Linked DNA regions of Mus musculus: region 1 is linked to region 2. Evidence: chromatin contacts called from public promoter capture Hi-C data. All regions are on one chromosome and are shown on one strand. The core of a region is the stretch at or near the end of the contact, and the rest is flanking DNA. Distances in the headings are between cores, read along the strand shown.

Evidence for each region. Promoter capture Hi-C pulls out the DNA fragments that hold promoters and counts their contacts.
Region 1: a promoter capture Hi-C map of macrophages shows a contact between it and region 2, with 6 read pairs. The contact joins the promoter of Rnase2a here to the promoter of Rnase2b in region 2. A contact is called at or near these places in 5 of 39 promoter capture datasets (Sertoli cells, embryonic stem cells and macrophages), 10 of 15 datasets of contacts at CTCF or cohesin (the NIH/3T3 cell line, embryonic stem cells, hippocampal excitatory neurons and 3 more), 197 of 484 Hi-C or Micro-C datasets (8-cell embryo, the AML12 cell line, the AtT-20 cell line and 103 more), 35 of 115 datasets of contacts at active chromatin or transcription factors (PVALB interneurons, astrocytes, bone marrow-derived dendritic cells and 17 more) and 7 of 9 other capture datasets (adipose tissue, embryonic stem cells, embryonic tail and 4 more).

Annotation. Positions count from the first base shown.
Region 1 is chr14:51,254,078-51,259,760 of GRCm38.p6, forward strand. Rnase2a (ribonuclease, RNase A family, 2A (liver, eosinophil-derived neurotoxin)) reads right to left here and starts at 2,035. Exons shown (of 2, transcript NM_053113.2): 1 at 1,996-2,035; 2 at 1,184-1,834. The coding sequence starts at 1,829. The coding sequence ends at 1,362.
Region 2 is chr14:51,158,879-51,164,888 of GRCm38.p6, forward strand. It overlaps Rnase2b (ribonuclease, RNase A family, 2B (liver, eosinophil-derived neurotoxin)), which reads left to right and starts at 3,382. Exons shown (of 1, transcript NM_019398.2): 1 at 3,382-4,140. The coding sequence starts at 3,586. The coding sequence ends at 4,053.

The sequences.
Region 1 (5,683 bases), core at 785-3,284, 94 kb after region 2:
CTTCACATTCATGAAGCCCCTCTTATAATCCATATCACATCCTTAATTTTCACATCGTTGAGAAATTATATATTTTCAAACTCATTTTTAAAAATTCTTTCCACAGTCTGTAAGGCTGTACTGAAGGTGCCAGACTGGACCATTCTGCTAAGACATTAGCCAAACCTTTGCCACCCGGACTCATGCTACCTCAGATCCTTATGCAGTCATTAAGGTTAATAGGGAGGACATTGCTTGAAGGAACATGAAAATATGTACATTATTATACAAACAAACCTTATGCCATGGCAGTCCACATCTGCTGGTCCTGTATCAGGGGCAGGAATCCTGTCATTCTGTCTCCACCAAGGCCATGCCAGACTCAGCAAGGTTCCACACCAACCCAGAATGGAAGATTCCACAACAAATCCATTTGCTGTTTCCAGTGGAGTGGCTTCCCTGCATCCCTGACTGTGGTCCATTGAGAGCAGGAAGAACCACCACTACCCAGTGGGGAGGAGAGACCAAGTATTGCATCTGGGAGCCCAGAAAGGAACAGCAAAATGGAAACTGGGGATCCAGACTGAAAGTCAGACATATGGAACTGAGGATGTCACCCCTCTGTTTCATTCTGCATCTGACACTGCAGGAAGGCTCACAGCCACATCTGGTGATACAGGGTTGCCCATGTCCTTAAAGGAATGGCACCTCCCTGTCTGAAACTAATTCCTGACTATAGTTCTGTCTCTGTCCACAGGAGTCAGGGCAGGACCTCTCATTATTCATCTCTTTTCTATATAGATTCAAGTTCCCCTATCTTGGAACCTGTCCTTGCTGGTTTGTGTTGAATGATCTCACAATTGACCTCTAAGGACAGCTATACAAGGAGAGGGCAAGGGATAGCCTCACTGAGAGATCCCAGTTCCCTGGTTTCCTCTGCCAGTCACTTCTTTCCCACAGAGAAACTTCAGGGAAGATGTTGTGTGGGAACATTCTGGAAAGATGCTGATCTCTTCTCAGATTCATTTGTTCCCAGGCACTGCGTAGATGCCTCAGTTGGTATGAGGTCATGCCTCTACACACACACACACACACACACACACACACACACACACACACACACACACACACACTTCTGTGTGTGTGTCTCTTCTGCTTCCTCTCTCTGTGACCCTGTCAGAAACAGAGATACCAGAGATCTAGATTTGTGTGCAAAAGTGTTTATTGATTAGAAACTTTTTGTTCAGCTAAATTAAAGGGAGTCAGCAACAGGTTTCATGAGGACAGATGCTGACATGCAGTGCAAACAGAGGACTCGGTTCTTCCCAACTATGATCTTGGCAGTAGCCGATGAATGAAGGTACAAAGTGCTGGCACTGGAGCTAAAATATCCCATCCAAGTGAACTGGAACCACTGGATACATGGGACTGTCCTGAGGAGTTCTGGGGTCACAGGCAACTGTGTAGTACTTCATTGATCTTGTTGTTCGGTATCTGCAGTTGGAATAATGACTGGCCGGAGTTGTGAGTATACAGATAGTTACTTGTACCCGATTTGAACTATCATGACAATTTCTACTTATCCCATTTTTGCAGATCTTACGTGGATTATGACACACACGGACAACATTAGCAAAAGTTGTATGAAGAAAAGTATTTATGTCTTTACACACTCCTGTGTAACTGTTAACGGCCCGCATTGCATCATCACATCGGGGATAGGCTCTGTTATAGATATGCTGGATGTCAAACCACCGGGAGGGGGTCAATGGCTGGCATGAGGCAAGCATTAGGACATGTCCCAGCAGCAGCAGGAGACAAAGTCGAGACTCAAGTTGCTCCAGACCCATGTTTCCTGTGAGAACAGAAGAGAAGCGGCTATTCCCACCCTAACTCTGTTTTCCCTATCTCTTCCTGAAGGCCCTCTGTTGTCACTTGGGTCCACAGTGTCACATTTTCTGGACACTGTCCCATCATTTGCCACCCTGTCCCAGACCTAGACAGTCAGTGTCTTACCCAGTCTGCTTTGTGGCTCCCGTGGAACTGAGCGCTGGCTGTCCTGGAAATCAGGGATAATGGGTGAGTTCCACTTGGGCCCATAGATATAGAGCAGGCTCTGTGGGTGGAGCTGGTGGCTCAGAGTCTTCAACATGCAGAACCCACACATTGGTACATTGCCTGCTGATGCAACCAGCCTTCTATTTCTTCACTTGGTCAAGCCATGGTGCTACTGTTTCCATTTTGAGGAATCAAATCCAAGTCCTTTTATGCAATGCAGTTTGAAGTCTGAATCTGAACTCTACATAGAAATCTCTGTATTGCCTGTTGATTGGCTGCACACTTATGACTGTTCTCGGTAATGGACAGACCAAGTTTTCTACTAGCCTGTCTACACATTTATTAACCAAGCCAGGATCATAAGAGATATTGACATTTCTATCCTTGATCTTTAAAATTTTATGATGTTGTAGTGTGCAGAGATGGCTAAGTGGATAAGAGCACTTGATGCTCTCCCAGAGGACCCAACGTTGGTTTCAGCACCTATGCTGGGTGGCTTACAACTGCCTGCAACTGCATTTCAGGACATCTGACGTCGTCTAATAGCATCTGTTGGCATGTTCACACACATGTGCACAGACACACAGAGACACATAGGTGAAAATAAGTCTTAGGGATCGGTGAGATGTCAGTGCTTAAGAGAGCTTCCCCTCTTCCAGATTCCTTCCCTTCGAGAGGACCCTAGTATGCCACCCAGAGGCCACACTGCATAGTATTTTTCTGATTGTTTCCTGTATAAGATTCATTTCTACATTTCCAACTACCCACATTTGCCTCCAGAACTAGTATTATTTTTTTTTTCCATTTTTTATTAGGTATTTAGCTCATTTACATTTCCAATGCTATACCAAAAGTCCCCCATATCCACCCACCCCCACTCCCCTGCCCACCCACTCCCCCTTTTTGGCCCTGGTGTTCCCCTGTACTGGGGCATATAAAGTTTGCAAGTCCAATGGGCCTCTCTTTCCAGTGATGGCTGACTAGGCCATCTTTTGATACATATGCAGCTAAAGACAAGAGCTCCGGGGTACTGCTTAGTACATATTATTGTTCCACCTATAGGGTTGCAGTTCCCTTTAGCTCCTTGGCTACTTTCTCTAGCTCCTCCATTGGGAGCCCTGTGATCCATCCATTAGCTGACTGTGAGCATCCACTTCTGTGTTTGCTAGGCTCCGGCATAGTATCAAAAGAGACAGCTACATCTGGGTCCTTTCGATAAAATCTTGCTAGGGTATGCAATGGTGTCAGCGTTTGGATGCTGATTATGGGGTGGATCCCTGGATATGGCAGTCTCTATGTGGTCCATCCTTTCATCTCAGCTCCAAACTTTGTCTCTGTAACTCCTTCCATGGGTGTTTTGTTCCCAATTCTAAGGAGGGGCATAGTGCCCACACTTCAGTCTTCATTCTTCTTGAGTTTCATGTGTTTAGCAAATTATAACTTATATCTTGGGTATCCTAGGTTTGGGGCTAATATCCACTTATCAGTGAGTACATATTGTGTGAGTTTCTTTGTGAATGTGATACCTCACTCAGGATGATGCCCTCCAGGTCCATCCATTTGGCTAGGAATTTCATAAATTCATTCTTTTTAATAGCTGAGTAGTACTCCATTGTGTAGATGTACCACATTTTCTGTATCCATTCCTCTGTTGAGGGGCATCTGGGTTCTTTCCAGCTTCTGGCTATTATAAATAAGGCTGCTATGAACATAGTGGAGCATGTGTCCTTCTTACCAGTTGGGGCATCTTCAATGCCCAGGAGAGGTATTGCTGGATCCTCCGCTAGTACTATGTCCAGTTTTCTGAGGAACCGCCAGACTGATTTCCAGAGTGGTTGTACAAGCCTGCACTCCCACCAACAATGGAGGAGTGTTCCTCTTTCTCCACATCCACGCCAGCGTCTGCTGTCACCTGAATTTTTGATCTTAGCCATTCTGACTGGTGTGAGGTGGAATCTCAGGGTTGTTTTGATTTGCATTTCCCTGATGATTAAGGATGTTGAACATTTTTTCAGGTGCTTCTCTGCCATTCGGTATTCCTCAGGTGAGAATTCTTTGTTCAGTTCTGAGCCCCATTTTTTAATGGGGTTATTTGATTTTCTGAAGTCCACCTTCTTGAGTTCTTTATATATGTTGGATATTAGTCCCCTATCTGATTTAGGATAGGTAAAGATCCTTTCCCAATCTGTTGGTGGTCTTTTTGTCTTATTGACGGTGTCTTTTGCCTTGCAGAAACTTTGGAGTTTCATTAGGTCCCATTTGTCAATTCTCGATCTTACAGCACAAGCCATTGCTGTTCTGTTCAGGAATTTTTCCCCTGTGCCCATATCTTCAAGGCTTTTCCCCACTTTCTCCTCTATAAGTTTCAGTGTCTCTGGTTTTATGTGAAGTTCCTTGATCCACTTAGATTTGACCTTAGTACAAGGAGATAAGTATGGATCGATTCGCATTCTTCTACATGATAACAACCAGTTGTGCCAGCACCAATTGTTGAAAATGCTGTCTTTCTTCCACTGGATGGTTTTAGCTCCCTTGTCGAAGATCAAGTGACCATAGGTGTGTGGGTTCATTTCTGGGTCTTCAATTCTATTCCATTGGTCTACTTGTCTGTCTTTATACCAGTACCATGCAGTTTTTATCACAATTGCTCTGTAGTAAAGCTTTAGGTCTGGCATGGTGATTCCGCCAGAAGTTCTTTTATCCTTGAGAAGACTTTTTGCTATCCTAGGTTTTTTGTTATTCCAGACAAATTTGCAAATTGCTCCTTCCAATTCGTTGAAGAATTGAGTTGGAATTTTGATGGGGATTGCATTGAATCTGTAGATTGCTTTTGGCAAGATAGCCATTTTTACAATGTTGATCCTGCCAATCCATGAGCATGGGAGATCTTTCCATCTTCTGAGATCTTCCTTAATTTCTTTCTTCAGAGATTTGAAGTTTTTATCATACAGATCTTTCACTTCCTTAGTTAGAGTCACGCCAAGATATTTTATATTATTTGTGACTATTGAGAAGGGTGTTGTTTCCCTAATTTCTTTCTCAGCCTGTTTATTCTTTGTATAGAGAAAGGCCATTGACTTGTTTGAGTTTATTTTATATCCAGCTACTTCACCGAAGCTGTTTATCAGGTTTAGGAGTTCTCTGGTAGAATTTTTAGGGTCACTTATATATACTATCATATCATCTGCAAAAAGTGATATTTTGACTTCCTCTTTTCCAATTTGTATCCCCTTGATCTCCTTTTGTTGTCGAATTGCTCTGGCTAATACTTCAAGTACTATGTTGAAAAGGTAGGGAGAAAGTGGGCAGCCTTGTCTAGTCCCTGATTTTAGTGGGATTGCTTCCAGCTTCTCTCCATTTACTTTGATGTTGGCTACTGGTTTGCTGTAGATTGCTTTTATCATGTTTAGGTATGGGCCTTGAATTCCTGATCTTTCCAAAACTTTTATCATGAATGGGTGTTGGATCTTGTCAAATGCTTTTTCTGCATCTAACGAGATGATCATGTGGTTTTTGTCTTTGAGTTTCAGAACTAGTGTTATTAGACTAGTTTTAAACCATGAACCTTTCGGAGAACACTACTTTATCTAAGATACCAGATTTATTATAAGACAATGTTGAAAAAGATATAAAAACATAATGGAAT
Region 2 (6,010 bases), core at 2,132-4,631:
TTTGTGATTGGATTACCTCACTCAGTATAATAGAACTCCATGGACTATGAGTGTGTATGCCCTTATTAGTGGGAACATTATGGACTATGCATGTATATTCCTTTATTATCCCTTTCCTATTTGAAACTCCAGCACCAGTCAGTTATGCTAAGATCTGGAGGCCTCCTGAGGTCTGGGGCCCTGTTACACTATCAGTAAACAAACTTGTGAGATGACTTTATGAGGAGTATCATGAGGCCTAGGATAGAATATTCCTAGAAGCACAAGGTTATGCATCATTTTAGCCCTCAATGGCACAACTGTGGGCATCACAGGGACCTGGGAAGTGGGTAATGATAGTGAGAGACAGAACTCTGATGGCTCCTCATGAAAGAACAACTTTTATTTACCCACTGCTGTTGATACACGGTCTAGCTAGTTACTAGACAATCACTGCAAGCAGAGCTTGAGCAAACAGTATCTCTGCCTCCTTCTCTGAGATTTCCTTCTATACTTCCCTGCCTTTTGTGGCCTTTTTGTGTTCTGGAGGACAACCTCCCAGGATTTAGATCTACTACCTGCAGTGTCCCCTCAGTCAGGGGACCACATCTAGGTTGCTGTTTGTGAAAGGCACTGCAGGCCTTCTGGACTCCAACAATTCTGGCTCTGGAAGAAATGAATGGAAGGTTCAGTTCTTAGATACATGGAATTGCTTTTTTCACACTGACCTACAGAGTCAATTTAATTCCAAATAAAATCCCAACCAAAGTATCACACCATCCATTCTATATGCCACCAGTATATGGGCTGTGAAAAGTACCCCTCAATGAGTACCTCAAGAACACAGTGGTGCCAATCATGGCTCCAGGAATGAAGACATGCTGTACCAGACCAAGGCAACAACGTGGTTCCAATCGTGCACAGGAAATATGGAATGGCAGGGGAGGTAGAGCTCCACTGTGTCCCCCTGAAGTTACATACATGAGTCACTCTGCAGAATCCTGAGTGCAAAAAGGAGCTGCAGGGCCGTTCACAGACACAACCAACCCAGAGCCCTGTCTGCATGGGAGGTCTCTCTGCAGTCCCTATGTACTTGCAGAAACCTGGTCAAAAGGATCAAGATCAGCTTTTCTTCAATAAATAGCCTTTCAAAGAGATGACAGAAGGTCATATAACATAAAAGAGAAAACTTTAGAGCCCCTGGACCAAATATACCTTGAGCTTTATAAATCAGAGTTAAATTAACTTGTATCCTGCTACAAATCAGCTTTCCAATACTTGATTAATACCTGAGACAGATGGTTTGAAAGAAACAGTGATTCGTTTGATTCTAGTGTCAAAGATATCCTGTCAGGTGGCTTTCATGTTTGGGGGTCTGTGGCACAGAAAAGCCCATGGTGGGACATGTGTATTAAAGCAAAACTGTTCAAGGTCGTGGCAGAAGAAAGGAGGACAGGAAAGGGCACAGGGACCCAAAACATCCTTCAAGGGCAAGGCCACGGCATCCTAGCTTATCCTTATTGAGTCTTACTTCCTAAAGCTGAGCATCCACTCACAGCAGCACAGGCTGCTTACAACCTGGCTCATAAGCTAGATCTGGAAGTGAAAGCCTGGGACCCTAGAACTTCCAGCCTAGTCAGAAGGATAGAAAAATTGAATCCAATCTGGGTTTCTAAACAAGTTCAAACCAAACCCAGGCCCCAGAGTGACACCCTACTCAACACTCCTTAGCACCTCCAAAAGATCAGTCCCTAAAAGATGGGTTACTGTGACAATTTTATAAGAGCTGTGCACTGTCATTTCCATAGACAGCCCGAGCACTGGGCAGAGATATGTCAAATACTGTGTTGGCATTGGGCATCTTTCAGTCAGTAGGTAGGTCAAGAGTAGTCATTGCAAGAGGATTCCAGGGTTGGAGAAATTCCAAGTTTTGGATACAATCTCTCAACAATGGATTCTGCAAATAGACACCTATCAATTGGGACAGCAAAATTCTCACTGTGGCTTATAGGTCAAGTGAGGAAGTATTTCTTGAGACAATGCCCTATGATATTCATCAAGTTTTGGAAAGAAAAAACTCAAGGACTTACTACCAAGATGTTACCCTGACTTTACTTCACTGCAGAATTGGGAGCAGTTCTGGGGATATGTGAGTGGATTGGAATGCAAGGGAGATTTGGATAACAAAAACAAAAAACAAAAAACAAAACCAAAAAAACAAAACAAACAAACAAAAAACCTTAGAGAGGTATTTAATCTGTTGAAGCCAAATCTCTTAAAGTATTTGATGCTGCAAATATAGCTCAGGGACAGGGTGCACAAGGTTCCAGGTTCAAACCCCAGCACAAAGAAAAACAAATAAAATTTCCATTACATTAATATATCTGTTTTAACATTGGCTAATAGTAACTCTGGCATCTTAGATAAAATAGTGCTCTCCTGAGCATCCATGGTGTAAAATAGTTCATTAGTACTAAGTCTGGAGCAAATGAGGGTAGATGGAAATGTACAAAGGAATCTTTTACAGGAACCAATAAGAAAGATACTGTGCAATAGGAGTACAGTGTTTTCTTATTGTTTCTAAATGCAATTTTTATAGTTTATTTTTTAATTTCACATGTATCTGGACTGATATGTGCCATGCATGTACAGGTACTAACAAAAACTATACAGGTGTCAGATTCTGTGGACCTGAAGTTATCTGCAGTTGTGGCCTCCGGGTGACAAACTGGGGTGCTCTGGAAGGGAAGGAATCTGGAAGAGGGGAGGTTCTCATAATCACTGACATCTCACCGATCCCTAAGGATTATTTTTACTTATGTGTCTCTGTGTGTCTGTGCACATGTGTATGAACATGCCAACTGATGCTATTAGAAGACATAAGATGACCTGGAATAAAGTTACAGGCAGTTGTAAGCAACCCAGCATCTGTGCTGAAACCAATCTTGGGTGCTCTGGGAGAGCATCAGGTGCTCTTAACCACTGAGCTATCTCTGCACACCCCAACATCATATAAGTTTAAAAATGAAAGACAGAAATGAAAATGTCTCTTATGATTCTGGCTTTCCAAAGCTTTTTATTTCTAACTGTGTACCCAGGCTAATAGAAAACTTGGTCTGTCCATTACTGAAAACAGTTATGAAGTGTGCAGCCAATCAAAAGGATTTCTATGTAGAGTTCAGATTCAGACTTCAAACTGCCCTGCACAAGAGGACTTGGAATTTATTCCTTACAATGGAGCCAGAAGCACCATGACTTGGCCAAGTGAAGAAACAGAAGGCTGGTTGCACAAGCAGGCAATGTACCAATGTGTGGGTTCTGCACCAACTCCACCCACAGAGCCTGCTGTATATCTATGGACCCAAGTGGAGCTCACCCATTATCCCTGATTTCCAGGACAACCAGCGCTCAGTTCCACGGGAGCCACAAAGCAGACTGGGTAAGACACTGACTGTCTGGGCCTGGGACAGGAGGGGCAGTGATGGGACAGTGTCCAGGAGAAGTCCCACCGTGGACCCACAGTGACAGCAGAGGGCCTTCAGGAAGAGATATGGAAAACTGAGGTAGGGTGGAAGTAGTCACTTCTCTTCTGTCCTCACAGGAAACATGGGTCTGAAGCTGCTTGAATCCAGACTTTGTCTCCTGCTGCTGCTGGGACTTGTCCTAACGCTTGTCTCATGCCAGCGACCAACCCCTTCCCAGAAGTTTGACATCCAGCATATCTATAAGAAATCCTCTCCCAAATGTGATGATGCAATGCGGGTCGTTAACAAGTATACAGGAAAATGTAAGGACTTGAATACTTTTCTTCATACAACTTTTGCTGATGTTGTCCGTGTGTGTCACAATCCACCCAAGACTTGCAAAGACGGGACAAGTCCAAATTGTCATGATAGTTCATCTAAGGTATCTGTAACTATCTGTAAACTCACAAAACGGGCAAGGAATTATACCCACTGCAGATACAAAACAACAGGAGCAAAGAAGTCCTACACAGTTGCCTGTAACCCCAGAACTCCAAAGGACCGTCCCACCTATCCAGTAGTTCCGGTTCACTTGGATCGGCTATTTTAGCTCCAGTGCCAGCACTTTGTACCTTCCCTCATCTGCTACTGCCGAGATCATAGTAGTGAAGAACGAATTCCTCTGTCTGCGCTGCATATCAGCACCTGTCCTCATGAAACCTATCCCTGGCTTCCTTTACTTTAGCTGAAAAGACCTTTTCTAGTCAATAAATACCTTTGTATACTCATCTCGATCTGTAGTATCTCTGTGTGCCGCAGACGGACCTCACTTGGGTCCTCGATCCACAGGCGAAACTCGGGTTCTGGTTACAGGCAGACAAGGAGTTGGCATGGATAGCAAACAAATACAAACACAAGGGAGGCGGTATCTGAATGTAATTTGTCAAATTGAGCATCAAACTTTTAACGCAGAAGAAAATAGGGCAGTTAGGTGACACATTGGCAAGGAACAATGAGGTTACCGGATGCTTAATGACTCTTACACAAAACAGGGAAATGCAAACATAAAGACTGGCAGGAAGTGGGCAATAAAACAACTGAGACAAAGTCAGCTCTATCTAAGGTCAGCTATATTCTTAGAAGCCAGGTGTGAGGTCTTTACACTCCCGGGGCAAGTGCTTTCATGCCCAAGCCATAGTTCTAATTAGGGAGTTCCGCTCTAGCTAACCTTCTCATAAATATTGCAATATTCTAGTTCCTTCTCAAATCACAGCCCGATCTACTTCCTAAACCACTGTAATTTCCTGTATATGTGAGTGACTCGGCTTTTATTTTAAGTGATTGTGGGGGGCGGGGGGAACTTTCTATTAATAAGTAGTGTAGTCTGCCATATATAACTATAATAAGAATTCTAAACTTACTTTGCTAAGCTTGCCCTGAGATTTCTAACTCTATGTAGTAGATAGTAATGCCTGATTTCTTTCACTATCTCTCTTAAAATACTAGAGTCAATTCTGAATGTCACTGAATAGGCAACATTCTTACTGAATTCCAAACCCAGGGTCAGCTCAAGGTATTGGTGAAGGCCAGGAAGCAAAGTTCAATTTTGCTTAGGTATTTAGCAAGTCGTTGCTTGGAGGCACCTGTAACAAAACCATACTGAAAGAAAGCACACAGATCCATTCGCAAGGACAAGTTTGGAGCATTCGTTATACGGGATGCCACGTTTCCAGGAGATTAAGTTTCCGTGAACTTTTCACCTCTGGACTGTGTCCAGGTTTCTAGTCCTGTCACACGAGTCACTACTGGAATGGGCTTAGCATCTGTATCTGACAAGGGTGGGGAGAGAGGAAGGGGGAGAGACAAACACAGAGACAATTGTGTGTGTGTGTGTGTGTTCGTGTGCGTGTGCCTGTGTGTGTGTGTTGAGGCAGGATCTCATACCTTTTGAGGCACCATTGCACTCCCAGGAAACAAAAGAATCTGAGAAGAGATGGGCACCTTTTCAGAATGTTCCTACATGGCATCTTCCCTGAAGTTTCTCTGTGAGAAGAAGTGGCTGGCAGAGGAGACCAGGGAAGTGGGATCTCTCAGTGAGGCTATCCCTTGCACTGTCCCTGCTTAGCTGTCTTCAGAGGCCAATTCTGAGATCATTCAACACAAACAGGAAGGACAGATTCCAACATAGAGGAACTGGAATCCACACAGAAAACAGATGAATAATGAAAGGTCCTGCCCTGACTCCTGAGGGCAGAACTGTAGTCAGGAATCAGTTTCAGACAGGAAACTACCATTTCTTCCCTACCATGCATCATGGGTGAGCTGGGCATCGCCAGATGTGGCCGTGAAACTTCCTGTAGCATCAGATACAGAATGGGTCACTGGGGTGACATCCTCAGGTCCACACCTCTGACTTTCAGTCTGGATCCCCAGCTTCCATTTTGCTCTTCCTTCCTGGGATCCCAGATGCAATACTTAGCCTCTCCTCAGTCAGGCCTGCAGGGAAGCCACTACTCTTGAGCAGCAAGTGGATTAGTTGTGGAATCTGCACTTCTGGGTTGGTGTGG